Linked DNA regions of Mus musculus: regions 2, 3 and 4 are each linked to region 1. A link is a contact called in public HiChIP or PLAC-seq and promoter capture Hi-C data. All regions are on one chromosome and are shown on one strand. The core of a region is the stretch at or near the end of the contact, and the rest is flanking DNA. Distances in the headings are between cores, read along the strand shown.

Evidence for each region. HiChIP or PLAC-seq counts read pairs in DNA pulled down with a chosen protein or histone mark. Capture Hi-C pulls out chosen DNA fragments and counts their contacts.
Region 2: an H3K27ac HiChIP or PLAC-seq map of DN3 thymocytes shows a contact between it and region 1, with 9 times the contacts expected there. The contact joins the enhancer-like site here to the promoter of Dnajc10 in region 1. A contact is called at or near these places in 13 of 39 promoter capture datasets (the HPC-7 cell line, cancer-associated fibroblasts, cranial neural crest and 9 more), 3 of 484 Hi-C or Micro-C datasets (cardiomyocytes, cerebral cortex and cortical neurons) and 22 of 115 datasets of contacts at active chromatin or transcription factors (DN3 thymocytes, the NIH/3T3 cell line, bone marrow-derived macrophages and 15 more).
Region 3: a promoter capture Hi-C map of liver shows a contact between it and region 1. The contact joins the promoter of Dusp19 here to the promoter of Dnajc10 in region 1. A contact is called at or near these places in 9 of 39 promoter capture datasets (the C10 cell line, the HPC-7 cell line, cranial neural crest and 5 more), 4 of 484 Hi-C or Micro-C datasets (CD4 T cells, nephron progenitors, pre-B cells and 1 more), 4 of 115 datasets of contacts at active chromatin or transcription factors (bone marrow-derived macrophages, embryonic stem cells and thymic regulatory T cells) and 4 of 9 other capture datasets (adipose tissue, liver, macrophages and 1 more).
Region 4: a contact with region 1 is called in an H3K27ac HiChIP or PLAC-seq map of microglia, with 10 times the contacts expected there. The contact joins the promoter of Nckap1 here to the promoter of Dnajc10 in region 1. A contact is called at or near these places in 14 of 39 promoter capture datasets (the 3T3-L1 cell line, the C10 cell line, cranial neural crest and 9 more), 16 of 484 Hi-C or Micro-C datasets (CD4 T cells, CD8 T cells, LSK cells and 11 more), 13 of 115 datasets of contacts at active chromatin or transcription factors (CD8 T cells, the SCID.adh cell line, bone marrow-derived macrophages and 10 more) and 3 of 9 other capture datasets (adipose tissue, liver and pancreatic islet).

What each region holds. Positions count from the first base shown.
Region 1 is chr2:80,310,701-80,318,466 of GRCm38.p6, reverse strand. It overlaps Dnajc10 (DnaJ heat shock protein family (Hsp40) member C10), which reads right to left and starts at 3,001. Exons shown (of 23, transcript NM_024181.2): 1 at 2,662-3,001; 2 at 868-1,218. The coding sequence starts at 1,071.
Region 2 is chr2:79,860,524-79,868,289 of GRCm38.p6, reverse strand. Pde1a (phosphodiesterase 1A, calmodulin-dependent) reads left to right here. Exons shown (of 16, transcript NM_001159582.1): 12 at 1-60; 13 at 2,548-2,668; 14 at 3,065-3,252. Among named protein-coding and RNA genes, the nearest start is that of Ppp1r1c, 160 kb to the right of the region's middle. Within about 2 kb of position 2,804, at least 12 of the 459 cell types and tissues checked have an H3K27ac peak or open chromatin away from gene starts, as enhancers often do. A contact at or near this core is called in DN3 thymocytes, where this site is marked.
Region 3 is chr2:80,612,381-80,620,146 of GRCm38.p6, reverse strand. It overlaps Dusp19 (dual specificity phosphatase 19), which reads right to left and starts at 2,933. Exons shown (of 4, transcript NM_024438.4): 1 at 2,541-2,933. The coding sequence starts at 2,763.
Region 4 is chr2:80,577,528-80,585,293 of GRCm38.p6, reverse strand. It overlaps Nckap1 (NCK-associated protein 1), which reads left to right and starts at 4,112. Exons shown (of 31, transcript NM_016965.3): 1 at 4,112-4,436. The coding sequence starts at 4,329. It also overlaps the pseudogene Gm13688.

The DNA of each region.
Region 1 (7,766 bases), core at 1,752-4,251:
TTCGGCTTCTGGAAATCACACTTGGAAATTTTAAGACAAAAACTTGTAAAACAACAAGAACAAATATTTAAATATAATACAGATCTGTGGGAAAGATAATTAACTAAGAGTTTATAATGTAGTTATTATGTAATTGAACAAAATAATTTCATTTATAAATTTCTACTTCAGAAATTATCTCCATCATGTCCTCTCATATGATAAGCTAAAAATTAATGAAAAAAAAAACTTTAAATTTTAAAAAACCATAACATTCAAAATCAATCTGTTTTTAAAGATTCTTGGGTAGACAATCAAATAGTTACAACTGGAAATCCCTTTGGAGCTGTCAAGGTTTCATTTATAAGTTTTTAAGTCGGAAGCTGGAGCCGGGCATGGAACAAGAGAGAAAGTTAGAGCACGCTGTGACTAGTGACTGCTGTCACATCTGCAGGACACTTGAATTCTGAGGGCAGATTTGTCTCTATGGGTTCATCACCCACTTGAGTGTGAACACCACTTCACAGACAAGACTTGGGGGTTAGTGTCTCTACTTCTGCTGTAAATCAGTTTACAGAGAAGAGGTAACTATGTATCTGATGCCAACAAAATCATTGTACTTGGCTTCTCCTGGTTTTACTTTAACAGATGAACTGGGTTTCAGGTGGTGGGGATCGAACCCCTGAGTCGTGTGCCTGCTGTGTAAGGGCGCTACTTCTGAATTACATCTACAGTTCCCAAATTACAATTTCCGACAGTATGCTTAAGCATTTCACTGATTTAAAAAGAGTGAAAACCCGCTTTTCCCAGAGGGTTGTACTTTTTTACATAACCGTTTAAGCACATCAGTATAAATATCCCGATATTTAAAAGAGAAAGTTTGCCTACCGGGTTTTTATCAGGATGTAACTTCAGTGCTAATTTCTTAAAGGCTTGTCTTATTTCTCTACTGCTTGCAGTTTTCGACACTCCAAGTAAACTGTAAAAATTCTGATCTGTGCCCACCACAACGACCACGTACAGTATCAGAAGACAGAGACTGATCCTCTTCAAGTCTCTGATAAAGTCATCTTTGTTTAACCAGACTCCCATTCTCTTTCTTATGAAAGTTCTGACTTATGTGAACATTAAGATACAATGCTGGGTCCGGTGGTTAAAATAGACACACGTGAGAATCTCTGTCCACATAACTTCAAGGGTCAATCAAGCATCTCGGGAACACAGCTCAGAAATGTTAACCTAAAGAGAGCAAACCAGGCAGTTAAAATACTTTTCAGACTTAACATTTATAGCATGATTTGTCAAGCGACACAGCCAGTAATACAGTTTCCACACTGAAGGTCACATCCCTGTGAATAGCTTTGAACCCCTATTCTCCAGGACCCTCCCTTGCCCCTGTATTCAGGTAGGCATGTTTGTAAAATCACTGATAGCAGGAAAAAGGTAATGAGTAGTAGTAGCTAGCTAGCTTTCAAGAAAAACACAGGCACACATATGCGAGAGAAAGAGAGAGAGAGAGAGAGAGAGAGAGAGAGAGAGAGAGATGGGGGAGGGAGGGAGGGACAGAGACAGAGATACTGAGAGAGACAGGGACAGAGACACAAAGGCTCTGGTCAATATGATGCTACCAGGATAAGACTCAGCAGTATTTCTTTTCTCTCCCAGCACGCTGCCCTTTCTAATACCTCCTCCCTTTCAGCTCCTTCCACGCCTGGAAAGCTTATCAAGTTCCTTTTTTAAATCTAATCTCATTTGTAGAGAATGCCTTCGAGGGAAAAACAAGGAAGCATGAAGCTTTTCCAAGAGGGTTGTACTTTTTTACATAACCGTTTAAGAACATCAGTATAAAAATAGATAACTTAAAAAAGCAGGCCACACAAGTTCTCTAAAGTGTTAGCACCAAGAGAAGATATTTTATAATAATTGCAAATCAATGCAATTTCACTGTAAAGCTCCTGTCTGGAGTAAAAACTAGGAAAACAAAGAGCACCAGGCATTGCTTGAGGGTAAAACCCTAACATTTAACCTTACAGCTAAACTAGTCCTCTTTAATATCTTCAAATGCTTTGGGGGAAAAAAAAAAGATCTAACTTCCCTAACCTCCTCAGTTTCAGCTCTCTTCCCTTAAGTCCGGATATGTTTCTAAGTATTTCTCCTTACCTGGGAACAGGCCTCACCTCACGTCTAACTCCCTTTTTTCACCCGCCTCCCCTAATAGCCCTTTGTAAAATATACTGACAGTAAAACAGAAATACCCAGACTGACAACCATCAGGAAGGAAAACAAATGAAGAACAAATCTCAACAAAGGCGACTTTGGGATAAGGTGTCCCTCGGCTTAGGGTGGGTTCAGGCAAAGCCTGGGAATAACTGAACAGCCTGGGGCCAGTGAGGCTGCAGGTAAACGCAGTGTTAATGAGGGATGCTGCCACCGCTCCAGAGCGGGATCGGGGAGAGGCGAAAGACAGAGGGTACGGGGCTGGCAAGGGTGCGCCTTGAGGTCCCAGGTCGGACCAGGGAGAGAGACCCCGAGTTAGAAAGTGCGAGCAGAAGGGGGCTCGCAGAGGTGGGGTGGAGGGGGCCGTGAAAACCCGGCGCAATGGGGGCACCGAGGCGGTGGGATGGGTCTGGCGTCCTCCCTCCCTGATGCCCCCGCAGTGCGTGGAGCCCGGCCCGCGCCCACCTCGGCGTCCTCAGCTACTGCCCCATCCTCAGGTCGCCGAGCTCCGGACCCGGCAGGACCGGACGCTGCCTGCGAACGCGCGCAGCAGCAATTCTGCCGCTCCCGTCGCGCCGGCGGGGCGGGGCCTGGCGCGGGGCATTGTGGGAAAGGCGTGGGCGAAGGCCGACGGGTGGCCAGCAGGGAGGGACGGGTGGGACCGCCGAGGCTGACGTGGCCTTCTGTGTGGCTGCGGCGGTGGCTGCGGGTCCCGCTCCTAGCCAGAGATAGGGAAGCATCCCGCAGCGCGGCCCACAGGCATCTTGCGGCCGTAGTCAACCGCTGGCGGAAGGAAGGGTGTGAAGCCCGCCTTTTCCGGTCCCGTTGCCAGGGCGACGGGAAAACCCGGGTGGAGAGATCCGGCTCTCTGGAGGTTTGGTTAAAGGGTGGGTATCCTTGAAAGGGCAGATTTGGCAGAAAGTGGAGAACTTGTCTGAATTGACCCCGTTGCCAGGGACCGGACAGAATAATTAAAGTTTTCTAGAAATAAAATTGTTTACAACTTTTATGTATCAACAAATATGAAGCGTTCTACAGGATTTCTGGATTTGTGAATCTGCCTTCTGATCCTCTCCTTTACTGGATTTGTTACAGAAACTGCAGTGTTTGAGTCATGACACTTTGACCGTTGAAGTAGACACATTAAAGTCCCTGAAAGAGGAAGTGATGGAAGCTGGTGGTAGTGATTTGAAATAAGTAGAAATTGATAGTGAGTCTTTGGGTAGTTAACCAGATGTCAGTTAATAATTTTATGGCTGTAGGACCTGTTGCTAAACCAACATATTGTAGGAAAGAAGCGGAAGTATAACGAACAAAGGCAGAAATATCAGAAAGAGCCTGAAGTAGCAGCTGTTAACCTGTACCAGGAACTGGCCGAAGTACACACGCGTTAACTCAGCCCTAAAATATTCTCGGGAGATACAGCTGATTATCATACACATGTCAAAATGGAAAATAAATGGGTAACTAAAAATTGAGGAAAATAAGATTAACACTTAAACAACCTAGTTCATTATGCCACGGTGATCCAAAACTCCTTAGAAAAAAATCTAAAAGCAAAACAGAGAACTGAAGAATCAAGTGGAAACTAATAGGTTTTTGTTACCATAGTGAATACATTTCAACTTATATTTTTAGATGGTAAGGAAGCTTCTTAAAGCTTTATTGTAAAGGACTGGAGTTGCATCTTACATAGTTTGCAACTCCTGAAGGGAGGATTCAAAGGAGATGCTTAGGAAAGGAAAAGCAGAGAAAACACAGACACACAGGCAGCATGCCACAAGTAATTTAAAGCAGTGTGTAAAACATTTTCTCTTCTCTGGGATATGTACTGGTGGGTAACAAGAGCAAAGACTTTCTGCTCCTAATAAATTGGATGATAGAGGGACACATTAGCCTGTTAGTTATTCAAATATATCTGTAATTAGGAAGGAAAAAATATGAAACACAGATCACAGTAAGACCAAAAGGTAGAAACGACCATCCAACAGCTTTCAGCTCATTTTAAGAGGTTTTATGGCTCAGTGGTTAAGATTACTGGCTGCTCTTCCAGAAGACAGAGTTCAATTCCCAACACCCACATGGCAGCCCACAACTATCTGTAACAGCAGTTCCAGAGGCTCTGGCACTCTTGCACAGACATGTAGGCAGAACACCAATGTGCATAAAAATAAACAAATCTTTAAAAATAAACTTAAAAGTCCTCCCCCTTTTCAATGGGAAGCTGAAGAAGAGTTTTAAGTGATGAAATGTTTTATGTAAGGATGACTTTGCTTAATTTGAAATGATCTTAAAGTTACAAGGAATTAAATGTTGTAGTACAAAAAAATTGTTTTTCTCAAAAGTTTGGGAGTAAGTTGACTTCTCCCATGACCCCCCCCACCCCCCAAAACTAGTGTGTGTTTTTTTCACAGATGGGATGCTTTCTTTTAAAAGTACAACCTTCGAATATGGGAAGTTTCTGTGAACACATTATCAGTGTCTAGTCCACAAATGTCAGATTCCGGTTTTTCCAATTATCAGTAAGACTTCCCAGTATGAGGATCTAGTAAGGAGCTATTTTTCTTTTTTTCTGTTTAGCACAATCGTGTTTTAGACTTCCTTAATGAGAAATGTTTATCCAGTTTTCCCAGATTTCAAGGTCTTAAACTTGTATAGAATTCAGGCCAGTTGTGTTATAGATACTATAGATAGATCCTATTTTTATGTGACTGAGGATTCTTCATGATTTGATTTAGTTGTGTTCATTTGACAGACATGTAACAAATGGCATTGTATTCTCACTGTCTTATCTGATGGTCTCAAATTTTTGTTTCTCCCATTGTTGGTAGTGGTAAATAACTTGAATAGGAGGATTTTTGTGATTTTTTTCCATGTAAGTTACATTTTACTTTTAATAAGATGTCCTTTGTAGGGAGCTACTTGGAGAAATAAATTCTTCTTGTTAAGCTTTCGATTTATTTATTGTATTTTTGTGGATTCATAGATTCCTGTTTTATAAAATTGATCAAACCTGTTACTCTCTTTTACTTAGAAATTTAAGTAGTTTTATATCTGGCCAGTTGAAACTCTTAAAAAATTTTTTTTGTGCCATCTTGCCAATCTTACCATTCTCTAAGCTTAGATGCTTTTGTACACAGTAGGATTTTCTAGGGTCATTCTGGGCTCTTCCTGCTTTGGTACTGACAGGAGCTGTTTCTCCAAGAAGTCTTGATTACTTTGAAGATGATATTTGATTACAAGATCTAAGGCTTGCTCCTTAGTACTGTAGCACTCATTGCTTCTTAGTGGAGAGGCAGTGACCATATGTTCACACACATATATTCATGGTTATGTTTACAAAACTATTAGAGGCCATATGTTCATATACACAAATATTCATGTTTGTGTGCATAAAATTATCATGTTACACCAATACTTCCAATGCTCAATGCATTTCTATGTGATACAGAATGTATTCATTCTATATAATTTTTCCCTTTGCAAATCTGTAGCCTTTTTTTGCTGATGGTGAAAGCATGTTTTCCCTTGTTCTTGAGATCTCTACTCATTTGCTTCTCCATGTTACACATTTCCCACTACTCTTTTTGGCCCTCCCTTCTTATAACCAGCTTGGAATCCCTACTACATTCTGATTGACTCCCTTGACAGATGTTCTACTCAATCCATTCAGGTCTAACCTGGGTTAGGCTACAATTTCACAATGACACTTTCTTCACAAGAGGGATACTTCCTTTTAATTTTTAGTTCCATCTGGGGAACTAAGTATCACTCAAGATTCAGTATGTTTCTTCTGTAGACATTTTTTGTGTACAATAGAAAGTATACAGTAGAAAGAAATAAAGTGTATTTGACATTATCTTTTATTGTTATACTAATCGCAACCTATTGCAAGAACATCTTATTGGCTGGTCTACAGTACTGATTCTTTGAGATAAGAAGTTGGGTTTTATTTCTTCCCCCAATGCCTCATTAGAAGAGAACTTGGCATGTATTCAACACATGCATTAGGGTGGAATGAAGAATCAATATTTGGTTTGTATGAAGAGGAAGAGAAGTCTTTTGTTCCAAAAGCTACTGTTTGAGGCTGGGCAAAGCTCACATTCACAGGGCAAAAAATAAATGATAAATGAGCGGTAGAAACAGTATGGTCCATATGGTGAATTTTAGGGTGACATGCTCAGATAATTAGAGGAAAGTATGCGTGATTCTAGTAGAAAGAGTTCCTTAAAGTATTTGAACGTTCAGACATTGGGTACATTCTGGAGTCATTATGCCTATTCCTTCCTCTCACAGGGAGACTTTGAATGACTTATCCAAAGTCATTCAAAAGGATGGAATTGGAGTGCAGTCAATATCTTCTGCATTCTTAGTGTAAAATGACAATTATAGCTAAAACTGCATATACCTCATATGTCTCAGGTGCTACCTAAAACATGCCACCTCCCATTAATACATTTAATTATTGCAACAGCCCTCTGAGGTAAGCACTTTTATTGGCAATTCTTTTTTTAAAAATAAGTTTATTTCTTGCTGTTAATTATTATGTGTATGTTTGTGTATCTATGTTCGGACATGTGCAGGTGACTTCAGGGGACAGAGATGTTAAGGCTTCCTGGAGCTGCTGGAGTCACAGGCAGTTGTGAGCCACCCAACATTGGTTGTGATAATCCAACTCAGGCGGTCCGAGCAGTGAGAATCTGAGCCCTCAGGCAGTGTGCTGTGTGCAGTGTGCAATGAGAGATTACTGGCTGAGCCGGCACTCCAGGCTCTGTTGCCAATTCTACTTAGGAGGAAACCAAAACAGAGAGGAGGATAAGCCTCTTGCACTCATCCCATAGACTTTGGATTCAACATAGGTAGTCTCTATCAGAAGTCCACCAAGACAAATAAGACAGTAATATAAGACAGAATCTGTAAGGCAAAGGAGTCTGGACAAGGTTTAAAGGAGACAAGGTCTAAGGTCCCAAAGTCCTGACCCTGTGGAGCTGTGTAGGGTTCCCCACTCCAGAAACAAGCTTCGACATATGCTATGTGTTGTGTCCAGGGAAATGTAATAAAGGCTAAATGCCTGAGGTTTGTACTGGAGCTAAACACAAAATCATCCTCTCCTTTGCAGCTCTCAATGCCCTGGACTCCCAGAAGGACAGTAGGTATTCAGCTCGAACCACATTGTGTGGTTTAGGCACCGTGGGCCAGTCTTATCATTCAAAGAAAGTTTTATAACATGGGAGGAAACTTTTGACCAGCTAAATTTCTGGATGCCAGCCAAAGGCTAACCCTTCAAGAGCAACTCCTAAGAGCAGCTGTCCTGCTGCCTGTGATAACGCTTTACTGCGTACCTAAAGTCACCCCTACCCTCTCACCAGTTGGGTGGTACACAGAGCCAGCACCTTCTGCCACAGATTCAAGGATGACACAAGTTTTGAGATATCAAAGAGCACTTCTTGTTTGAGAGGTGGGAAGAGAATCTGTTAGACTTAGAAAACTAGTTATTGACACAGTACTTTCTGTGTGAACATCAGAGAGAGAGAGAGAGGCTGCTGGGCATAGGAGCAACCTATATCTAT
Region 2 (7,766 bases), core at 1,555-4,054, 450 kb after region 1:
GGCTTCCATTTTCTCCACTTTGTGATCGGAAGTCAACAATGGTTGCCCAGTCGCAAATAGGTAATTTTGAAGAATGGTGGCCCCGAAAAGTGGGTGGGACTTGTTGGTGTTCAAATGCAGGTACTATGTAGTTCAAAGTCTTCCAGACCAACCTCACTCTACACTCAGGATAAGCTTTGGCTTCAGGCTGATCTAGCTAATGCTGAAGGAAAAATCAATGAAGTATTTTTACAAAATGCATTCAATAAACCACTACTGCTGGCCAAGGTCAGGTGTTTCCAGGTTCTTGTCTTCTTAGCCAAGGAGTTAAATTAAAAGCCCATACAAAATTTTCAGGAATAGCAAGGGAATTAAATTTAAAGGAAAGCAATAGATCTCCCTGACCAGGGACCCATGTTACAGCCCAGAGTCTCTTGATGTCTTCTGAAGGAAGGGGAGGCCAGGTTCTAAGGGATATACTTACAGCAGCTCTATATTCTGATTGCTAGATTAGACCACATGGTCATTCTCCTACCACGTAGCCCACTTCCTAGAATGCTTCTGATGGAATAGAAACTATTCTAGCTTTGACTATTGTTAGGGAAGTGGAATCCTATCATTATCTTTAGAGGGCTATAGATGTAACAGGATGCAGGTGGCAGTCTATGGTTGTTAGATGAACTGTATAAAGAGGGATATGTGTATGCACGGAGCATACAAGGAGCTAGACTGCCAAGAGCAGTACTGACAAGAGGGATGTGTAACACAACCAGCTGAGTCCCAGGTTACTAAACTATTTCCTATGCTTGCCCATCTCTGATAATATTCCGACAGCCAGCCTCCCCCTTACGGAACCATGTGATGTATGAATCTGTATCCCTTCTCCAGACATGGGCTCTGGTGTAGCTATTACAGAGCTTCAGGACAGTAGGAAAGTGGCTGGCTATAACCCTTTCCCCTCCCAGACAACTTCCAAACACTGTTCAGCCAATAAAACAGCATCTGGTGTTTATCACCATTCAGAAAGTGTGGATGTTGTAAACTCAGAATCTCATCAAGCAAGCTGGGCTGATTCGGTGGCTAGTGGCTCTGATACACATTCCTCTTAGTGAAAGAGGTACGGACTCACTGGACAGTCTACCTGCTCTAGTGAGTTAAAAGTCTAGGGGAACAGTTAACTTCACTTTGAATTCAAGTATTAAGATACAAGATTATTGTAGGATTTTTTGTAAATTTTGAGATGTGTCCCAACATATACTTGAGAAGTGTCAAGCATATACGACTTTGGGCAAGCATTCAATGGATAATTTGCATGTATGTCACTTCCAGACCCTTCTTTTCTTGTATTTAGATGTTAGTATCTATTTCCAGTGGGTTCAAGGCAGAAGCTCCTAATAGCTCTTGGGGCCACAAGGTTTTGCAGTCCCAGAGCTTAAAATGGTTATTGTTTTTAATCCCCCTTTCCTCACTACTAAGAAGCAAACACATCCATGGTCAGGGCTCTGCTCTTTGCCTGTCACTCTCCATCTTGATGAGCACTTTAAATCTAAGTCAGCACTCAATGCTGACATCTCAAAGTGGTGGGATTAGTGCTGTCGCCTGGAGATTGTAGTGTCCTCTCTGCTGGCTCGGCAGCATATGCCCACACTTTGTGAACGAATGCTTTACATCCAGAGAATAATAAACAGCAATTTGAAATAAGGATGTGCTGATAAATCACTCTGATGCAGTCAGGAAAAAAAATAGGATAAAATAAAAGTGGCTGTCCTTCTGTGGCCTGAGGGTTGGGGACTTTTAATTATCTGGTCTTCTTAGAGTTTAGATAGAATTTATTTTTTTCTGGTGTGCATAACATTCAACAACCAAAAACCAAACGAAGACCATTCATAAGAGTAATGTCCTCTCACTGAGAAGAAAAGACATTCTTTTTTTTTCCTTTTTCCAATTTTTTATTAGGTATTTTCTTCATTTACATTTAAAATGCTATCCCGAAAGTTCCCTATACCCCCCCCCCCCACTCCCCTACTCACTCACTCCCACTTCTTGGCCCTTGCGTTCCCCTGTACTGGGGCATATAATGTTTGCAAGACCAAGGGGCCTCTCTTTCCAATGATGGCCAACTAGGCCATCTTCTGCTACATATGCAACTAGAGACACGAGCTCTGGGGGTACTGGTTAGTTCATATTGATGTTCCACCTATAGGGTTGCAGACCCCTTCAGCTCTTGGGTGCTTTCTCTAGCTCCTCCATTGGGGGCCCTAAGAAAAGACATTCTTGATCATTAGAACTGGCTCAAGAGCTAGGACAGCATAAGGCGTAAAATGTCAGATAGGAAAGATCACATCCTTGGGCTAAGGAAGTCTAGTTTATCAGCTCTCACTACTGAATGCATTATTACCCAAAGTAGCTGCCTCTGAAGGTTGTTACTGTCCACAGCTTAGCCAGTTCTCTAGTGAGCACTTGTTTTTCTGCATGTGTACCAGAAAGTCCTCACTGTGGCTTACCGTGTGGTTTAGGAAACTGTGATTCTTGATTGGATCTCCCATTCTGTGTGCTTTGCTTTTTTAGGTTTCATTGATTTCATAGTGGAGCCAACGTTTTCTCTCCTGACGGACTCAACAGAGAAAATTGTCATTCCTCTTATAGAGGAAGCTTCAAAGTCACAGTCTTCAAACTACGGGGCAAGCAGGTATAATAGGTCTTCGTTTGCATATATTAAAGGTTTTACCCAGTAATTATTCTTTTCCTCAAAGGTAGGCCTGCAGTTCTTGCAGTAATTATTAGGTAGTACTGCCATCTAGTGTCTATATACTGTAGTGCACTCCCTTTGCAACTGATCATGGTCCACAAATGGTGTATGGATGGGAGGGGAGGTGGGAGGAAGGAACTGGGAGGAGTGAGTAGAAGCCACATCATAGTCAGAATACACTCCATGTGGGAAAGAGGACGGGGGTTGTGTTAAGCACCTGCCACGTGTTACATCTGGGCCCATGTGACTGTTGTTTAATGGGTCTATAAACCTGTCTCGTATGGTCTCTTGACCTAGTTGTCTTTTTTTTTTTTTTTTTTTCGTTGTCAATGGTAGCTCGTCCACCATGATTGGGTTCCATGTTGCTGACTCTCTGAGGCGGTCAAATACAAAAGGCTCCGTGTGTGATGGGAGCTATGCCCCAGACTACTCGCTCTCAGCTGTGGATCTGAAGAGTTTCAAAAACAACCTGGTGGACATCATTCAGCAGAACAAAGAGAGGTGGAAAGAGTTGGCTGCCCAAGGTACAGTTGTTGATGATGCTACCATTAAGGAGTCGCTAATTCCTTAATAATTTGTGCTTTCTTCCACTTGATGTGCTTCTTTTATAAAACACACAAACTCTTGCTGGTTTCTGAAATTGATCATTCATGAGACAGTTGGTCCCATTGCTAGCTAAGAAAGGATACTCCTGCTTATGTCACTTGAGCTGCAGATGTGTGTGCTGATGGATGGTGGCCATGCAGATGTGAAATAAGGGATAGTAACATGATGACAAACTCTGTAAGAACCCCTGTGCTTTGTCACTGGTACTTGCAAGCCTGTGCCAGCACCAAGCAAAGCCACTAGCTCTTGCTGTATCTATCTGAGTGTCTAGCATTTTAGTCAAAAGTAAAAGTTTGGGGCTGGAAAGATGGCTTTGTAGTTAAGAGTACTTGCTGCTCTTGCTGAGGCCCCAGATTTTGTTCCAAGCACCCATGATAAGCACCAGCCCCAGGATCTCTCTTGGTCCCTGTAGACAACTGCAGATACATTTACACACACACACACACACACACACACACACACACACACACACGCGCGCGCGCGCGCGCGCGTAATTGCAGTGGATAATTTTAAATGAATAAAAGCATTATGAACTATTGGGTATCCAGAGTAGAAACCACTGTGTGCATTGGCTGTTAAAGGTACTGTGGTTTCATAATGAGAGGAAACTGAGTAGACCTGCTTCAGTCTTCAGGAAGGTCAGTGATGCTAAACATGAGCAGGAGTGTAGTTGAAATAGGGATGTGCAGAAAGCCTTCACAAAGAAAGTGATGGTGTAGATAAATAGAAGAGGATAGGGGAAAGAGGGCTAGGGAGCAGCCTGCCATGGAAGATCAGACCTTTTCCAACAGATGCATGGAATAGCCATGTACAAACTAGGAGTTTTAGCTTGCCTCCCACACAAGAAACAGGGAAGCCTGTGAAAAAGGGGAGAAAGGGGGCAGGTTGGAACTCTGCAGGCATAGTGTAGGGGAATGTAGTTCCAGATGTAGATGACCAGGCCATTTATTTGGTCCCCCAAAAGGAAAGCCAAATGTAGGGTTATCTCTCAGACGACATGTAAGTGATTTCAACTAACATCTAACAATGATTTCTCTGACTACATAGCAGAAAATGTTATTTCGTTTGGGTTGCAAAAATGTCACCCAGGTTCAGAAATGAGGCAGTTTTATGCCATCTAGGAGAAAGATGAAAGTGTAGACTAAACTCCAAACTGTGAAACAAAAGAGAGAGACCTGCACCAGTATGTGTGCAACAGCATGAGCAAGAAGTTAGACTTTAGATGTCTGAAAGGAGACTTTCTATGCATATGATGCTGGTTTCAATATGCTTAGTCTAGGGAGTGGCACTATTAGGAAGTATGGACTTGTTGGAGTGGGTGTGGTCTTGCTGGAGTAAGTGTGTCACTGTGGGAGTGGGTTTTGAAAGAGCTTCTTCCTAGCTGACTGTGGATGCCAGTCTCTCTCCTGGCTGCAGTCAGATCAAGATGTAGAACTCTCAGTTTCTCCTGCACCATATCTGCCTGGATTCTGGATACTCCCTGCCTTGATGATAATGGACTGATCCTCTGAACCTGCAAGCCAGCCCCAGTTAAATGTTGTCCTTTATACAAGTTGCCTTGGTCATGGTGTCTCATCACAGTAATGGAAACCCTAATTAAGACACATATTTATAAAATGCATAGGTGCTAAAGATGATCGTGATACGGAGTATACAATACATACATGTGTATGCATATGACTTTAAACATTGTAAACTCTACATCCCTCCTTGTATCAAATCCTGTCTGTTCTCCTTCCAACACATCCTAAATCTGACCTCTTCATGCTTATTCTCTTGTATGCATGGAATCTATATGTACGTATATAACATACACACATAATTGTATGTTGGGTTTTCTACTGCTATGATTAAACACTGTGATTGAGACAACTTATAAAAGAAGGCTTTGATTTGGTTTATAGTTTCAGAGGTTAGAGTTCACAAAGGAACAGTTGAAAGCTCACATCTTGATCTATAACCATAAACAGAGAGAGGGCAGTGGGAATTGTGTGGGCTTTTGAGACTTCAAATCTCACTCCAGGGAGACATCTCTTCTGACAAGCCTACACCTCCTAGTCCTTTCTAAACAGGTTCACCAACATGGGACCAAGAATATGAGATGTTCTCACTTATATGAATATGTCTCACAATAACAAATGAAAATAGGAAACATGAAAACAGAAAGATGTCTGCTCGATAGTCAGTAACTGTCAGTTTATATGGCCATGCTAATCTGCTATGGACTACCAAACAACCTTCAGTCCCTGAAGTGAGAGTGTGTTTCTTATCTGAGATGGGATGCAAACATGAAGGTGATACAGTGTCTACTGAAGCTATATGAGAATCCCAAGGTGTCACCACCATCTCAGCACTCCTCACACCCGAGCTCATCTTCAGATGTGCAGAGCATCGTGCTAATCATTGTCAGGGGAAAGGTGTAAATCCTTTGTCCCACTGTGTGAAGAAAGCTCACTGTAATAAAGTGAGTTTGTAGTTAAAATGCTCCCTAAAAGAGCACTTTCACTCAGGAGAGCCTTCTCCAAGGGAGCTGAATATAACTGTCTAGAATTGGTGTATGTAGATTTTGTTTGATACCAGGCTTTTAAAAATACAAATGCTTTCTAATATTCTAGAATGTCCAGTTTGGGTTAGATTTATTCATCTAGACTGAAGAATATGTCCTTACCATCAATCTGTTATTTCTTAGGCCTCTATCTTTTCTCCACTATTCAGTAGTTAACAGGTTTCAGGAAGATATGTTACAATTCTTGCAGTGAGGTGGGCATTTGAAAACAGCAAGAAGAGTATGTATGAATTTTGTATCCCACTACCTTGCTAGATATTTTGTCAGAGGTAGGAGAAGCGTTTATGACCCTTAATGGGTAAAAGTCCTATCGATTTCTTCCTGTCCTAATTGTATCGCCTTTATCTCCTTCTCATGTCTAATAGGTCTAGCTGAGATTGTATTTTATTTTTCAAGACAGGGTTTCTCTGTATAGCCCTGGCTGTCCTGGAACTCACTTTGTAGACCAGGCTGGCCTCGAACTCAGAAATCTGCCTGCTTCTGCCCCCTGAGTGCTGGGATTAAAGGTGTGCGCCACCACGTCAGGCTTGAGATTGTATTTAACTGGAGTGGAAATTATTGTCTTATTTCTGATTTTACCAGAAACATTTCAATGTTTTTCATCATTGAACATAGTGTTGGCTGGAGGCTCACAGTATGTTGCCTTTTGGGGGGACTGTGATATATTCTCTGTATCTGGAGGTCATCCAGGACTTTTATCATGAAGGTTAGAGGATTTACTCTAAGACCTTTTCTGTATATAATGTGAGGATCGTGTGGTTTCTGTCTTTGAGTCTGATAATGTGGTAGATTGTATTTACTGATTTATACTCGTTGAAATATCCCTGCCTCACTGAGATGAAGCCAATTTGATTGTGATAGATGGTATTTTTGATGTGTTCTTGAATTTGGTTTAATTGTATTTTGTTGAGTTTTAGCATCCATATTCATCAGGGATATTGATCTATAGTTTTATTTTTATGTGTGTCTTTGTCTGGTTTAGGTATAAGTGTACTGCTGGTTTCATAAAAACAAACACGAACTAACTAATTAAACTTTCCCCACTTCTCTTCTATGGAATAGTTTAAGAGTCAATGGCCTTAATTATTTTTTAAGGGATAGTCTACATAAGTGACCTGACTTCATTCAATAAAATGTACATTTTTCTATTTGCTGAAATTAACCAATGGATGCCAAAAGGAAAGATAAATACATGCAATGTTTCTTATTATTTCTTCTACATCTGAATTTGTGTGCTTTCTGACAATTTGAGGATAGTTTTCCTCTAATTTTACATTATGAATATGAACAATAGTTACAAGATTTTATAGCAGTTTATGTACCCCCAGAAACCTGTTGAGTTAGAATGTGGGGAATAGACATTGAGGAAGAGGTAGGTAGGATAGAGGCTACAATGTTGATTGAGGGATTGGTGACTAGATCCCAGTGACTAGACCATTTACAAGTACATTAGAAATTTGTCAACTTTGTACCTTAGAGAAGACTAAACACTAGACACACACACACACACACACACACACACACACACACACACACACACACACACGTATGTTTATTTATGTGTACATGTATATATATGTACTCTCATTTTTGTTCTCTTTAAGAAACCCTTAGGTTTACACTGAACATTCTGTTTATTTCTTTTCCCCCTCTGTGTCAAATGTCCTTTATCAATCAGACCAATCTAGTACTGCCTCAATTTTAATTCAAGCAAGAAAAACCCCCTGCTTCCAACAAGGCCTTGCTACCACTCAGCAATGAGTTCATGGGTAGATTAGAGTATCGTTTGGCCAATTATTGAAATTTTCTCAGTAGACTGATCAGTGTATAACATTAGAACTGTTGTAAGCCAGTGCTTTCTCAAAA
Region 3 (7,766 bases), core at 1,684-4,183, 300 kb before region 1:
GGTGGTGGTGCACGCCTTTAATCCCAGCACTTGGTTGGGAGGCAGAGGCAGGTGGATTTCTGAGTTCGAGGCCAGCCTGGTCTACAAAGTGAGTTCCAGGACAGCCAGGGCTATACAGAGAAACCCTGTCTCAAAAAACAAAAACAAAAAGCAAACAAACAAACAAATAAAAAAAGCAAAGAATGAATGACAGAGTATAGCAGGTTTCCCAAATGATCAAATAGGACATTCGCAATAAAGGATTTCGAGAATTTTACTTTTCTGTGGCTCCATTTCCATAAACAATGCTCTTTTCCATCCCCTTCCATATCTAGGAATCAGCCAGCTTCTCTCACATGATAACCAAGAGGTCACAAGCACACAGTGATTCCAAGCTGAGAGGCTCCTTACTAAACCTGGTCAGCAGAATGTGTGTTCTGCTTCTGTCTACTTGGAAGCTGGACTTCCAAAATATGAGCATTTGGTAAATATGTGTGGTGGGTACAGAAACTCTGTTCTCTCACCATCCTGTGACTTTTATCAATTGGAAATACTTCATGACTAAAAAGGTGATTCTCGGTTTTAACTGTGTTGGGATGGGTAAACAGGTTCAGATACATTAATTTTAGTTTAGTAGTTAATATATCTTTAAACTAATTATTCTATTCTGTTTCTATTTTAAAATAATAAAAAATTGTAACATAACTTAAATGAAATTATTTCCCTTTTCACCCTACACTGACTGCCTTGGTAATTCTCTCTCTGTGTCCCTGTCTCTGTCTCTGTCTCTGTCTCTGTCTCTGTCTCTCTCTCTCTCCATATCTGAAGCAGACAGGTCAGGTCGACTATAGTTGCTTTACTTTCTAAGTGACTTCCAAATTAAGACAATATTGATATAAACATAAATGCTGTGTATTAGGTGTGCTTGTGGCGTTGAAGCAAGTACTCTATCACTGACTCTCACTATGTTGCTCAATCCGACCTCACTCTGGAGCCCAGGCAGGCCTTGAACTAGTTACTATCCTCTCTCAGCTTCTGAGACAGCTCTAATTGCAGCCAATTAAGATTCTTTTTTTTTAAAAGTATTTGCTAATTTATTCACTTACTTTTTTTTCTGTTTATTGTGTACATAAGAGAGAGAAAGACAAAGAGGGGGTGAGAGGGAGAGAGAAAGACAGACAAAGGACAGACAGAGATAGAGTTGGTGATCAATTGTGGAGGTCAGAAAACGCTTGGGGGGGTTGCAAAGTATGAATATAAATAATCTCATTCTTAGATGAAGACATAAGATCTGAACTAGCCAGCTCAGCCAAAAGTCACTTCACTTTCTGCTTTTCATTGGTTAGAAGATGGTATTTTTCTTTTCTCTAAACTGCAAATTTTATCTGGTCCTATTCATTGAGTCAATCTAGAGAAAATGTATGTGACAGTTCTTAGGATACATGGTGGGACTTGAGTTTTGCCAAAAGAAAAAAAAAAATCACAATGCCAAAACAACCTTATAGGATGTCCCTTCAGTGAAAGCAGACAGGAGCTGGGGAGGTGTAGTGCCATGCACACACACACTACACGCGCATACACTTATGCACACATGCACACAAAATAAACAAACTAAAAAATAATGTAAGCAGATGGGTTTTTGCAGTTTTGAGAGGATAAATGAATTGGAACACCTAATGTAAGTCCAGCCTTAAACAACATAGTACTATGATGGTGTGCAAGAGTCAGTCAGACTTAGACCTAATCCCCTTGGACATCTCTGCTATTTACTGAATCTATTGCCTGTGCAAATTACTTAACCAATATTAATGCCAATTCCTGTTTGTAATATAAAGATAATCCCTATTTGAAGATCTTTAAAACAATTATATGCTGTGTATAGTTCATATTGTGGGTGTGTCTAACTCCTGGTTCTGTGTCCAAGTGTTAATTTCTCATTCATAAATGCACACCAATGCAGACTTATGGAACAGGCTGGTTTCTACAGAACACCATCCCAGATCAACAAGGTAACAAGTGAGTTCTCTTACAAGCTTGTTTCTTTTGTTATCTGTGGGCGATGCTTGTATACGAACTCAGTATTTCCATAGCACAAGAAATAAGACCATCGGGTTCATAGCTATGAAGCAGAAGCCCTGTGTTTAACACCCAAAGACAGGCACCACGAGCAGATGCAGCCACAGGAAGGACGTGTGCCCTCAACATCCCTTCAACAGCCAAGGAGCCACTTGCTTTTTGCATTTTTTTTAAAGGATATAGTCTTTTCTATAATACAAGAAAATACAACATCCCATTATCTTTTAAAGAAAGTTAGAAAAACAGAGGAACATTTCTTCTAAAACTCAATCATCAGGTGTCAAAGTGCTACTATGTTTTCAGAAGAAGGTTGTGCGGGCAGACACGTCCCTATTTTGTTCCTAACCTAAAAAAGTAAACATTTCAACTGTACATCAGGATAGCTGATATTATTGTGCATAGGGAATTAGTGTGCATAGGGGAAGCTGATGGCAAAGGAACCCAGCCTAGGACTCCACAAGGAAGTGGCGAGTCAGTCTACTCACCCAGAAGCAACCAGGGCTTAATAACGCCAACTTGCAGGTCCAAGGTAAGGTCCTGCACATAGCCACAACCACCCCCACCGCTGGGCTCTGTCTCCACAACATGAACTGTGGCATCTTCCCAGGTTTCTATAAGTTTCTTTCCAGTTAGCGTGGTCACCCTGGTGCACTGCTTCCTGAGATTATCCCGGGAGAATGCTTTGATTTCTTGGTTCAGGGAGTGCATTACATGAGCGGAGAAGGAAAAGCAGCAAGCTCAAGAAAAAAGAAATAAAAAACAAAACAAAAAAGGCACTGCACTGCTAGTCAGTCACTAGCCACTTACTGGAGCTGGCCCCTGCAGTGACAACCTCACCCCTTCCAGAGAAGAGCACAGCCCAGGCCTGCTTCCCGAGCACCGTTGTAAGGTGAGAGCTGATTGGCTGCTAAGAAACGGGCGCCGATTGGATGCCGTTTCTCATCTGACGGAAGTTGGGGGTCTTCCGGATCTATTCAGATGCTTTTTTATCTGGGCGTGTCTTCCTTCACTCTTGGTTTTTTAATCTTAGCTTAGTTTTGGACCCGGGGAGCGGGAGTGGGGGTGGGGGAATATTCATTGCTAAGACTCATTTGGAGAGAGCTGATGTCTCGTTTTTTCTGGAAGTGTTAGACTGGTTACGGAGATGACAGCAGCTGACCTCACGGCCTTTTCCCACCCCAGTGTGAGTCTCCTGTGGCTCACTCACAAAAGCCTAAGGCCCCAGGGGCTGCCCCTCGTTTCCTCTGCCTTCACTTTTTTCTCTGCCGTTAGTTCTAGAAGAAACATTGACTAGATAGAACCACTGAGTCTGCTAGTGAGGCTCCAACTGAATAGAATCTACATTAAAAAGTTGTTTTAAGTATATGTTTCTACAGACTAGCAAGGGTTAAAATATATGTGTATTCCTTCTTTTCAACGCCTTATACAGAGTAAATGGTAATAAGTCTATACGTAGTTGGGAAAAGCATAAACATTTACCAAACAGATGAATAGAATGACGATTCTGCTTACAAAAGACGATTGCTTTTTGCAAACGGGGACTGCAAGATTTCAACTGAAATTTTCCTTATTAACCCTTAATAAAATGGAATTTTAAGATCATTTAAGTACAGTGCATAACGTTAAGATTTAGAAAAATGTATTCTTCAGCACTGCATACAAACATTTTGTTGCTTTCGAAACAAAGTTTATGGGCTGAATTTTTGTGCCCCTTCAAAATGAGTTGGAATTATGAGTCCAAGTGTTCAAATATTTGGAGCGAGGACCTCTGGGAAATAATTAGTATTATATTAAGACATACGACAAGGTTAATGGCTTCATGAAAACTGTACTAGATGAAGCAAGATTAAGGAAGGATGTTGGGAGAAGTGGGTGTCAAGGAAGAGGAACAAACACACCAGGAGCCTTGCTTAGGCCAGCACCTTGATTTTGGACTTCTAGGCCTCCAAACCACAAGAAGTAAATTTTTCTTGCTTAAGCTACACAGTTTGTAGTTTTTGTTATGGACACCTGAGATATGAGCCAAAGTTTTTCTCCTTCAAATGGAGTTATCTGCCCACAATATCTACTGGGGATTCCAAAGTGAACTGTAAATTGTTTGCTTCATTTAGTTGACCACAGGCTCCTCAGAAACAGCTCTAACTATAAATCAATCCATGTATCTAACAATGAGCACTTAACTATATACCCAGCACTCTACTAACAAATTTCACATACTTAATGATATGCACTCGGCATATAACAATACTTTAGACATTATGTCATTTTACTTTACCACAAACTATATATATAGTTTACAACTGGAGAAACATGGTTTCTTTACTATGGAATGCTGCACTGCCCTCAAAATTACAGTAACTGTATTAACAAATATTAATTGAACTGGGTGCTGCATGGATTAAATACAGTAATAATTAACTCTGATTAATGCTGATTAATAATTAATAATGTATCAGCATCACATTAAAAAGAGAAATAAGCTGGGCAGTGGTGGCACACATCTTTAATCCCTGCAGTGAGAAGACAGAGGCAGGTGGATCTCTATAGTTCCAGAACAGCCAGAGATACACAGAGAAACCCTGTCTCACAAAAACAAAAACAAAAACAAAAACAAAAACAAAAACAAATAAAGGTACTTCCCTTTAGGGTCCATTGAACCAAGAGTGAGTCCAGATTTGAAATGTACGTCATACCCTCTATGGCTTCCTTCCTCTGTCTGTTGTATGAGTCTGAATCTGTGCCTGACTGGAGGCTGTCTTGCCACTCTGTCCCTGTCCTTGTATCTGTCCCAGTATCTGTATATCTGTATCTGTCTCTGTGTATCTGTATCTGTACTTGTACCTGTGTCTCTGACTGTCGTTGTGTGCCTATCTGTTGCCTGACTGTGTGTTTCATCTCTGTGTGTGTCTGTGTCTTTCAAGCAGCACTGAAAGCATCGCCTAAGGAAGGAATGACATACTTCATAGAAATCTCTAGTAGAGGTTTACAAGCAAATCAGTCATTGGCTCCAACTGACCCAGATAGTACTACAAATATTATCAGTCAATATACAAATGCATCTTCAACATATATGTTGGATATTCATTTTTATAATATTGATTTTAACCTCTGCATTTGCTGCTTTCAGCAAATGATACACATTATTATGGGCTAGGGCCATAGAATAATATTAATTTTAATAATTATATAATTTTAGATTGCAGCTATACATTACATTAGGTTTTAAAGGTAATTACATGGGGGATCCCAGGCAAGTAAGGTTGATAGTTACATTGCTTTATTTTTCTTTGTTTTGTTTTGTCTTTCCAGACAGGACTTCCCTGTGTATCCCTGTCTGTTTAATCCCCCCTGCCTCCGGAGTGGGGGGATTAAAGGTGTGTATATGCCAGCAGCACCAGCATTACCATGTTTTCTTTAAAGTGGGTTAAAGTGTACAGGCTGTACACAGTATCATACGAATTTATTTTATGTGAGTACACAGTTGCTGTCTGCAAACACAAGAAGAGGGTATTGGATCCCAATACAGATGGTTGTGAGTCACCATGTGGTTGCTGGAAATTGAACTCAGGACCTCAGACAGAGCAGCTCAGTGCTCTTACCCTCTGAGCCATTTCTCCAGTCCCCAGTCTTGAGTCTTAAGTGACCTCAGAATGTGTTCTTCACTGGCTGTGAGGTCCAGATACAGATCCAGTCTCTTTGAATGTAAGGCTACTTCATCGTAATGCACTGCCAGGAGATGCTGTTATACTCATGCTCATGGGAGGAATAAAACTTCCGTAGTTTCATGGAGCACGGGCTGGTGAGAGAAGGCCCATTCAATACAATAAATCTTGAAATAGACTTGAGTAACATTCAGCAGTCAGTATCTGGGTAAAAGATCATAGCCAATGTCTAAAATACACTTACTGTCGACACGAGCTTCAGCTAGTGTCCAGACAGGAGAATATTGAGGAGTAGGAGAGGTGGGTGTGGAGGCCCAAGATAAGGCTAGGTGGCTAATGGGTTTAGTGAGTTACTTAAATATATATATATATATATATATATATATATATATATATATATATATATATATATATGGAGCTATGGACTGAGAGATAGTGAGAGCTGTAGTCTGAGTGAGACCAATGGGCCCTGTTCTGAATTAACCAGAAGCCTCTTGAGAAAATGCCTGCTATTTCTACTGCTCTGAATATTATTGACCAGCCAAGGGACAGTTTCTTCAAGGTCTTCCTCCTCTTCAGAAAGATCCTATCTGAGGTCACACCCCTGAATGATTGATGTGGGAACTTAGAGACCTGGTAATCTTAGCCTAACTAGGTACAATTCTAAAAGGTCACTGTAACTCTAAAGGACAGAACATGGTTGCCCAAGGCTCTCATAAAGTCTATGTAACCACTTGACTTCTGCCTGCTCAGTCTTGCTTCCTTTCCCCCTTTATGAGTACTGATTCCCAAGAACACTTTAGCAAGACATATTTATTCATTATTTATTTTATGTACACAGGTGTTTTGCCTGCATGTATGTACGCCTGTGCACTGCACGCATGCAGGGCCTGTAGAGGCTAAAAGAGGGCATCAGCTCCTCAGGAACTGGAGTTACAGAGAGCTGTTAACTGCCCTATGGATTCTGGGAATTGAATCTGGGTTCTTCTGTAGAGCAGCCAATGCTCTTAGCCACTTAGCCATCTTTCCTTAACCCCCGCCACCCCACCAAAAGCATTTTTAAAAATCTTAAATGTTGAACTATACCCCAATCTGCTTCCAATGAAACTGAGTCTTTGACAAGCAATACGTTACTTATTCTCTAGAGGAATTAAGGCAGGAGCAAACAAAGTCTGTGAGGAGACCACTGTCATAGTCAGGATGAAAGATGGCACTTGCTCACACTAGAATGACAACAGAGAGAGAAGCAACAAGACTTTATTCTAGATACACATGTTTCTCAACTTAAGATGAAATATTATCCCACAAAATCCATCTCATATTGAAATGTAAGTTCTAAGTGCATTTGATAGACTGAGCCTATTACAGACAGAAGCACAGGCACGCACCCTCAATAGAACATTGGGGTTTTTGTTTGTTTTTCTCCTCCAGTGGCTAACTTCCAGCTGGCAGCTCTCACTGCCTCTGCCCAGCACTGCAAGACAGCAGAGTAATTCACATTGCTAATCAAGGCAAAGATAAATTTTCAAAGTGCATTTTCCACAGAAAATTATCACTTTGGAATCATCATTAATTAAAAACATCGTAAATCAAAACATTACAACTAGGGGCTGTTTGTATATAAGAATGAAGCCTCAAGGAATTGCTAACAGGATAAAGGGTATTTGGATAATTCCAAAATTATTGGCCTGAGCAATTGAGTAATAAATTTGCCATTTACTAATAGAGGATTAATGCAGAAATGAGAAGCAATTTGGGATATAAAACTGTGTGCTGGCTAGTCTTATGTCAAGTTGACACACAAACTAGAGTTATCTGAAAGGAGACAACCTCAATTGAGAAAATGACTGCAAAATATCCAGCTGTAAGGCATTTTCTTAATTAGTGATTGATGGGGGGAGAGCCCAACACATTGTGGGTGATGCCATCTGGGTTCTGTAAGACAGCAAGCTGAGCAAGCCATGGGAAGGAGGCCAGGAAGCAGCATCCCTCTATGGCTTCTGCATCAGCTCCTACCTCCACGGACCCTATTTGAGTTCCTGTCTTGAC
Region 4 (7,766 bases), core at 2,863-5,362, 270 kb before region 1:
AACATGCAGTAGTAGTTCTTCTCTAGGGTCTATGACCAACCACAGTTAGCTAAGTTTCCAGTACCAGGCATGGCTTCCATTCTATTGAGTGAACCTTAAGTCCAGTTAGAGAGTTGTTATTCCCAATACATAAGTGCCACCATTGCACCCTTGCGGATTTCTTGCCAGAGTGGTTATTTTTCTGCTTGGTAGACTTACATCTGGGTAGGACAACTGATTTTTTTTCCTCTCTTGGCAGCTTGTGTAACACCTTCCCATATTATGAAGGCCAATCTTCAGGTAGGAGGCTTTCAGATCAGTTCCAGCTCAATTCTTCCAAGTCCTATGTGTGAAGTGTGTAGTGTCTTCAGCTATAAAGTCTTGCCTTTTACTTTTGCTCTGTTTAGAGGCAACCAAGGACAATGGCTATCGCCTATATCATTTGGGATATCTAATTCTCTTGACTAAGTGAAAAGAACTTTTTAAAAACTACGAGCGTGTGTGTGTGTGTGTGTGTGTGTGTGTGTGTGTGTGTGTGTGTGTGTGTTGGGTGATGTTTTTGTGCACTGTGTATTCATCCACATGCTGATTTCTGTACCTAGAGATAGCAGTTAGCAGTCTGGACCTCCAGATTGTCATTTTTATGAAGCATTTCCTGACTATTTTATAAGCCTATAGCTGGGCAGAAAAGGAAAGGAAGGGACTTCCAAGGCCAGAGTCAAGGAGAGGGTCTTACTGTGAAGACATGTGTCTACCATGACTAAAGCAGCTCATAAAAAAGAAAGCATTTAATTGGGGGCTCGCTGACAGTTTCAGAGGATTAATCCGATATCACCATGGAAGAAAGCATGACAGCAGGAAGCCTGGCATGTTGGTGCTAAAGAATACATCCTGATTCAAAGGCAGAGAGAGATTCTAGGCTTGGTATGGGCTGGCCTACAGAGTGAGTTCCAGGACAGCCAGGGCTACATAAAGAATCCCTATTTTATGAGGATAGGGGGAAGAAAATAGGCTGAGCAAACCACGAGGAGCAAGCAAGGAAGCACCACTCCTCCATGGTCTCTGTGTCAGCTACTACCTCCAGGTTCCTGCCCTCCTTGAGTTCTTGTCTTGACTTTGATGATGAACTGTGATGTGGAAGTATAAATCCAATAAACTCTTTCCTCCCCAAGTTACTTTGGTTATGGTGTTTTATCATAGCAATAGTAACTGTGGTGGTCTGAATAAGAACGGCCCCGTACAGGTTCATATATTTGAATGTTTAGTCACCAGGGAGTAGCACTATTTGAAAGAATTAGAAGGATTAGGAGGTGTGGCCTTCTTGGAAGAACTGTGTCACTGTGGGTGGGCTTTTGAGGTTTTAAAAGCCCATACCAAGCCTAGAATCTCTCTTTGCCTTTGAATCAGGATGTAGTCTTTAGCACCAACATGCCAGGCTTCCTGCTGTCATGCTTTCTTCCATGGTGATAACAGATTAAGCCTCTGAAACTGTCAGCGAGCCCCCAATTAAATGCTTTCTTTTTTATGAGCTGCTTTAGTCATGGTAGACACATGTCTTCACAGTAATAGGACAGTGACTATGACAATAACCCCAACAAACACATTATCTACAGATTTCTTCTCTTGGCTACTCTAAGGTATAAACAGTTGCAACTATTCAAGTTCATATGGAAGCCAGGCATGCTCTACATGCCTATAATCTCAGCAGGAGAGGAGAACTGTGGTGGTTTGAATGCAAAAGATCCCCATAGGCTCAGGTTCGAACACTTGATTCCCAGCTGGTAGAACTGTTTGGGAAGGATTAGGAACTGTGGCCTTGTTGGAAGAAGTATGGATGGGCTTTGAGGTTTCAAAAGCACATGGCATGCCTAGTTAGGTTTCTGCTTCATACTTGGAGATCAAGTTGTAAGCTCTCAGTTATTGCTCCAGCACCAGGCCTGCCTACCTGCTGCCACCACATCCCTCACAATGGTCATGGACTCTAATGCTCTGAATATGAGTTCTCAATTAAATAAGTTATTTCATATGTTGCCTTGGTTATAGTATTTTAATCACACTATTAAAGTAGCTAAAACAACAACTAAGCCTTCAAGGCCAGCCTGAGTTATAGAGTGAGATGGCATTATAAAAGACAACAAAACAAAACAACATCCTCTTCTACCTCAAACTACAAAGAAACAAAAGTTCTGTAAGAGTTGTTTTACATCTGACAGCCTATTCTGGCCTCTGGGTACACCAGACTTGAGCACAGTGCATTTATTCATGGAGGTCAAAATACACATAAAATAAAATAAAATAAAATCTTTAAAAAATGCTGTTGTCCGCCGTCTTGATAGAAATGATCCCGGTTTCCTAAAGACACACACACCGCTCGTTCCACCCAGCACATGTACATTTTCTTACCTGGCTGTCCCCAATCCCTCACAGCAGCGTTTCCTTCTCAGTGTCCTCTTAATTGTCTCAGACTTCAGCCCCCAGCCTCCGGTAAACTTAAATGCTAACTACCAGCTTATCAAGAAACCAAGTAAGTTAAATGCCTCAATTAGTCAATAACAGAACAAATAGCTCAATAGAGCTCAATAGAGCTAAATAGATGGTCTTTGAGATGAAAAGAGAGAGACGTGAACGGAGGGGGGGGTGGAGGTAGAGAAAGAATATACATTCAAGGTATGTAGCTCTATGTAGACTGCACACCGACAGATAAATGTTAAGATGTTTTTGGCAGGACTAGAACTTTTTTTGTTTTGAGACAGGATTTTTCTGTGTACCTCTGGCTGCCCACCTCTGCCCCCTGAGTGTCAGAAGTCTTTAGAGACAGAGTTTCTCTGTATAGTCCTGGCCTACCTCTGCCTCCCAAGTGCTGAGAAGAAAGGCATGTGCCACCATGCCCAGCCTTCACCAGGAGTATTAAACAGCCCTTAAGGAATTCTGTATACTCTCTGGTAGAGTTCTGGAAGACTAGGCGCTACAGTAGCTTTTTAAAATGTCTTAGAAACAATTTGTTACATTTCACTACAAAGTTGCTTTGGTGAATCCATTTTTTTTTTTTTTTTTTTTTTTGGTTTTTCAATACTGGTTTCTCTGTATAGTCCTGGCTGTCCTGGAACTCACTCTGTAGACCAGGCTGGCCTCGAACTCAGAAATCTGTCTGTCTCTGCCTCCCAAGTGCTGGGATTAAAGGTGTGCAACACCACTGTCCGCCTGTGAATCCATTTTCTTACTAACTTCAGAATGCCTTGTTATAGAAGGTGGTGGGTTGATTGATTTAAATTCATGAATACGATACACAATTAGACTATATTAGGTAAAGCCCCAAATATCCCAAGTCCCCTGGAGTGCAAGTTTTCATTGTAGTCATTCACATGGAGACACAATTTGTTCCAGTTTGAAACCCTGTGTGATGAGGAGTGGACACGGAGTGAGATGATGACAAACAATATTTGGTTGGTGATGGGGTGGAAAAGTAGAATTCCAGAAACGATTGGGATTTATGGTGGAGGCTGGGAGCGAACCCTCTTACTCGGAACAAAATTTGTTTTGTTTTTTATTTTGCTTTTTTATTTTGCTTACCACATGCCAGAGCCTATTCGTGTCTCCTCCGGATGGGTGCTGGTCCATGATAAGTCCCTTCATAATAATCTAAGGAACTCGAGCTGCCCTTACTTCCGACCTCCTTCCTCCGAAGCCAGCTGGAGGCGGGAGCGAGCACCGGGAGGTGGCGAGGCGCTGCCCGCCGTGCGGAGCACACATCTGCCGCGTTCTCCCTGGAGCGTCTGTCAAGGCGTGGGAGGAAAACAAGCTCGGAGCCGCCAGGCTCCTCTCGGGGCCAAAGTCTCCCGAAACACACCGTCCCCGTCCCCACGGCGGTGCGGGCCCTGGGGCGTGGGGAGCGGGGACAACTTCGGGGGAAGTCCAGGACCGCGGCTTGGGGGTCCCCGGAGCGGAGGAGGCGGGGCGGGGCGCTCCGGACCCCGGGCTCCGGCCGCAGTTCTCCCGGCGGCCTCGCGGGGGCGCCGGCGCGGCCGATCAGGTGACCGAGCGCCGGTCCCGGCTGCGGGAAGCCGACTCGTTCTCAGCCGCCGCCGCCGCCGCCACACCTAGCGGAGGAGCCGGGAAAGGCGGCCCGGGAGTGGGGGGTGTACTGGGGCGGAGAGCGCCGCGGGTGGAGGCGGAAGGGCGGCGGGCGGAAGCGAGCGCCGCGGCTGCTGTGTCACGGCGCGGGTGGGCGCACGGCATGGGCGCGCCGCGCTGAGGCGGAGGTCGCGGGCGGGCAGGCGGGCGGGCCTGAGGGAGGCGGCGAGCCGGGGAGTAGCGCGCCCGGCGGCGGTGGCGGCGGCGGCGGCCGCACCATGTCGCGCTCCGTGCTGCAGCCCAGTCAGCAGAAGCTGGCGGAGAAGCTCACCATCCTCAACGACCGGGGCGTCGGCATGCTCACGCGCCTCTACAACATCAAGAAGGTGCGCACGGGCCGGCGAGGCCGGGCGGGGTGCGGCGGGGGAAAAGGCCGCGGGCGCCAGCTCGGCCTGCTCGCGCGGGGCCTCCGGGATGCGCCGCGGCCTAGAGTGAGCCGCGGGGCGGGCAGGCGGGAGCCATTTCCCGGCTCCCGGCGGCGGGAACCGGCCGGGCCGCGCATGGCCGCCGCGGCGCTCTGGTTTGCGGGGAGGAAAGGAGGGCGCGCGGCCTTCCCGGGCTGCGGCGAACGGGCCCGGGGTTCTTGGCTTGCGAGTGTGGGAATGCGGCGATCGACCCTCTGGTCCCCACTTGGCCACTTGATTTTTCGTTCCCTGAATCAAGCCCCTCACCCCCACGACAGCGTGTTGACGTTTGGGATAATTTCATTTTGAAGATGGACCGGAGGGGGAAGTGAGGGTGGAACCGGTTTTCGTCTGAAATACTTGTAGGCTGTGAGTCACTAGAACAGGAATAACCACCTTTACTCCCTACTCCTCCTCATTTTAGTTTTCCCAACCCTATCTGATTAGCACCAAAGCACCATTCCTTAAAGTACAATGGCTGTATAAAATAAAGACCGAGTGTGCTCCCGTTGCTATCTCCTTCGCAACATAGTACGAGGATTTGAGCAACTAGACAGTGGACCCATTGAAAATCTGAGTGTCTTCAGATTAGGGAGTGGAAGGCTGTATCGAAGTGAAGAAAAGTAGATCTAAAGGTGGAAAAGGATTGCCATTAATTTACCTTAGAGGGAAACAACCTCAAATCCATTTATTTTAAGCCTCACTGAATTTGGTAAAGAGAAAAAGTTTCCTTTTGGTACACTTTATACCAGTCCATCCTTGCGGGGTTCTGTGTATCTGTGTCTTTTCTTTAATAATCTTGTTTATAAAATTATATATGTGTGTGTGTGTGTGTGTGTATCTATCTATCTATCTATATATCGTGAAATATACTTTTGACCATATCAAAAGGATATAGGTTGCTTGTGAGTATCCTGAAGATTCTTTTTAAAATTTAGAATCAAAGCATTCCAGTATAAACTTGTTTTATTCAGTTTATACAGTTAGCTTTTGACACTGCAATTCTGAAGCACACTCTCTAAATGAATAATAGTAAACGTTGGGAATGGGATAGCTGTGTTGTTCTGGTTACTCACTTGGCTTTAATGATTGTCTCTACACCCAGCACAGTTTGGAGCTAGGAAGAACCCATTGCGTTTGTGCCATGACCATGACATCCACCCCTTGATCGTAACTTCATGGGGGTTGGAAGAATTAAGCTTGTATACGTTGCAGTGATGAGAGCCTTTGAATTTCACTGCTTAAGAAATTTGGAAATTAAGTTCTATATGCGAAACCCCAGCAAGTCAAATGTTCCTAAAAGCTACCAGACCTGTGGTTTTGTGGTTAGAGGAAATGGTTATGATGGTTTCTAGAAGAGGAAGTGAGAGTAACCTTAAAAGTGATTTGAGTATTTGAGTAAAATACTGTCTTTAATTTGGCCAAGTCACTAAACATTTTTATAGTATAAGTATAAACAAACTTTGATACTTTAATTCCATGGGTAATAGTAAGTGGAATTCTAAGCATTTAAACTTCGGATTCCAGATCGCTGCCTTTTCTCAGTGTTTCTCACTTCCTGTTTTGAGAAACTTCATTCAGGCTCTTGTGTTGACTAGAATGGAAAATGCGTGAATGTGATTGACCTAATTGCCAAGCATTTGAGTTACAGAAATGCTGTATATTTCAGCACGTACATATTTTTTATAGCTTTTTGAAATATTTTTTGCCTCCTTGGCTTCTGGGTTCCTTATGGGAAGAGTAATATTGAGGGCATTATCTAGCTCACAAGGCTTTGATCAGAGCTGGCTGAAATTGACAGTGTTCATGTTAAATGCATCTGATGTTTATTTTGTGAGAGGAAGAGAGAGCAGATGTGTGTGGAGGTTAGAGGAGAGCTTGTGAGAACATTCTTATTCCACCTCAGAGGGTTCCTGGGACCATCAGGCTTAGCTGCAAGTGCCTTTCTGCTCTGAGCCATTTTGCTGGCCTTTTAGGTTGACTTTGAATCCTTTAGCCTGTGGAATTGCCAGCCTACCTCTTCCCAGCTGGCTACAGAGTGAAGCATTTGTTCAGATATCTTGCCAAAGAAGCAAGATCTGTTCCCCATGTGCGTATAAGGTTCATGTTATCTACGTTATTATGACAGTATAAATCACATAATCTTTCATTTACTTTTATTTTTTCTTTTAGATTTTAAAGCTTTATAAGCATGAGTGTTTGGAATGCATGTATCTCTGCAGCATGTGTGTGTGCCTGATGTGCACCAAGGCTAGGAGAAGGTATTAGATCCCCTAGAATGGAATTCAAATGGTGGTGAGCTTCTAAAGCTGGAATAAATGATCTTACACATAGTCCCATCTTTCCTAGTCTAACATCTCCCACTGTCTCAAGTCTTTCACAATCCTACTTAAACACTGCATTTTGTTAGCTAGCTTCACATCTCTCCCATTGAGATGAGAATGTCTCAACACTGGAATAATACACCTGGTACTCCAATGCTAGCGAAAACATTCAGTAGATGGATTAATAGGGAGGAAGCTGTCTCAACATTGACATTACCTAAAAGATTAGCTTATAAGGCCATTCTTTTAAGAGTTATTTGAAATTATCATATATACAGATATATTTACACATTAACAATTTAAGATTTATGAAGTTTGATATTATTAAAATACTACAGTTTTATACTTTAACTATGTAAGTAATATATACATGTAATCATATGTACAGATCTATTTACACATTAACAATTTAAATATTAAAATATTACAGTATTGTACTTTAACAAAGAATAGTTCATCATTGTCTAATTATTTGACAAATTAAGTCTAATTAAGTATACTAAAAAATATACAAGTATACCAAAACCTACAATATTGTTAAATTCTTAGAATCAACTCTTTTTTTTTTTTTTTTTTTTTTTTTTTTGGTTTTTCGAGACAGGGTTTCTCTGTGTAGCCCTGGCTGTCCTAGAACTCACTCTGTAGACCAGGCTGGCCTTGAACTTAGAAATCCGCCTGCCTCTGCCCCCCAAGTACTGGGATCAAAGGTGTGCGCTACCACTGCCGGACCAGTATCAACTCTTAAAATCTTAAGAGCTTACTATATTCACTAACAAATGCAATATTGAAAACAGTGGGTGAAAATTTTAGGTGTGTGGTTACTATTAATTGAACTATTACTTTACTATTAATGAAACAAACTTAGGTTAGTTGTGATTCCTGACTGCATTTCTTGTGCTGCAGGTTACATAGTCTTTCATTGTACAGG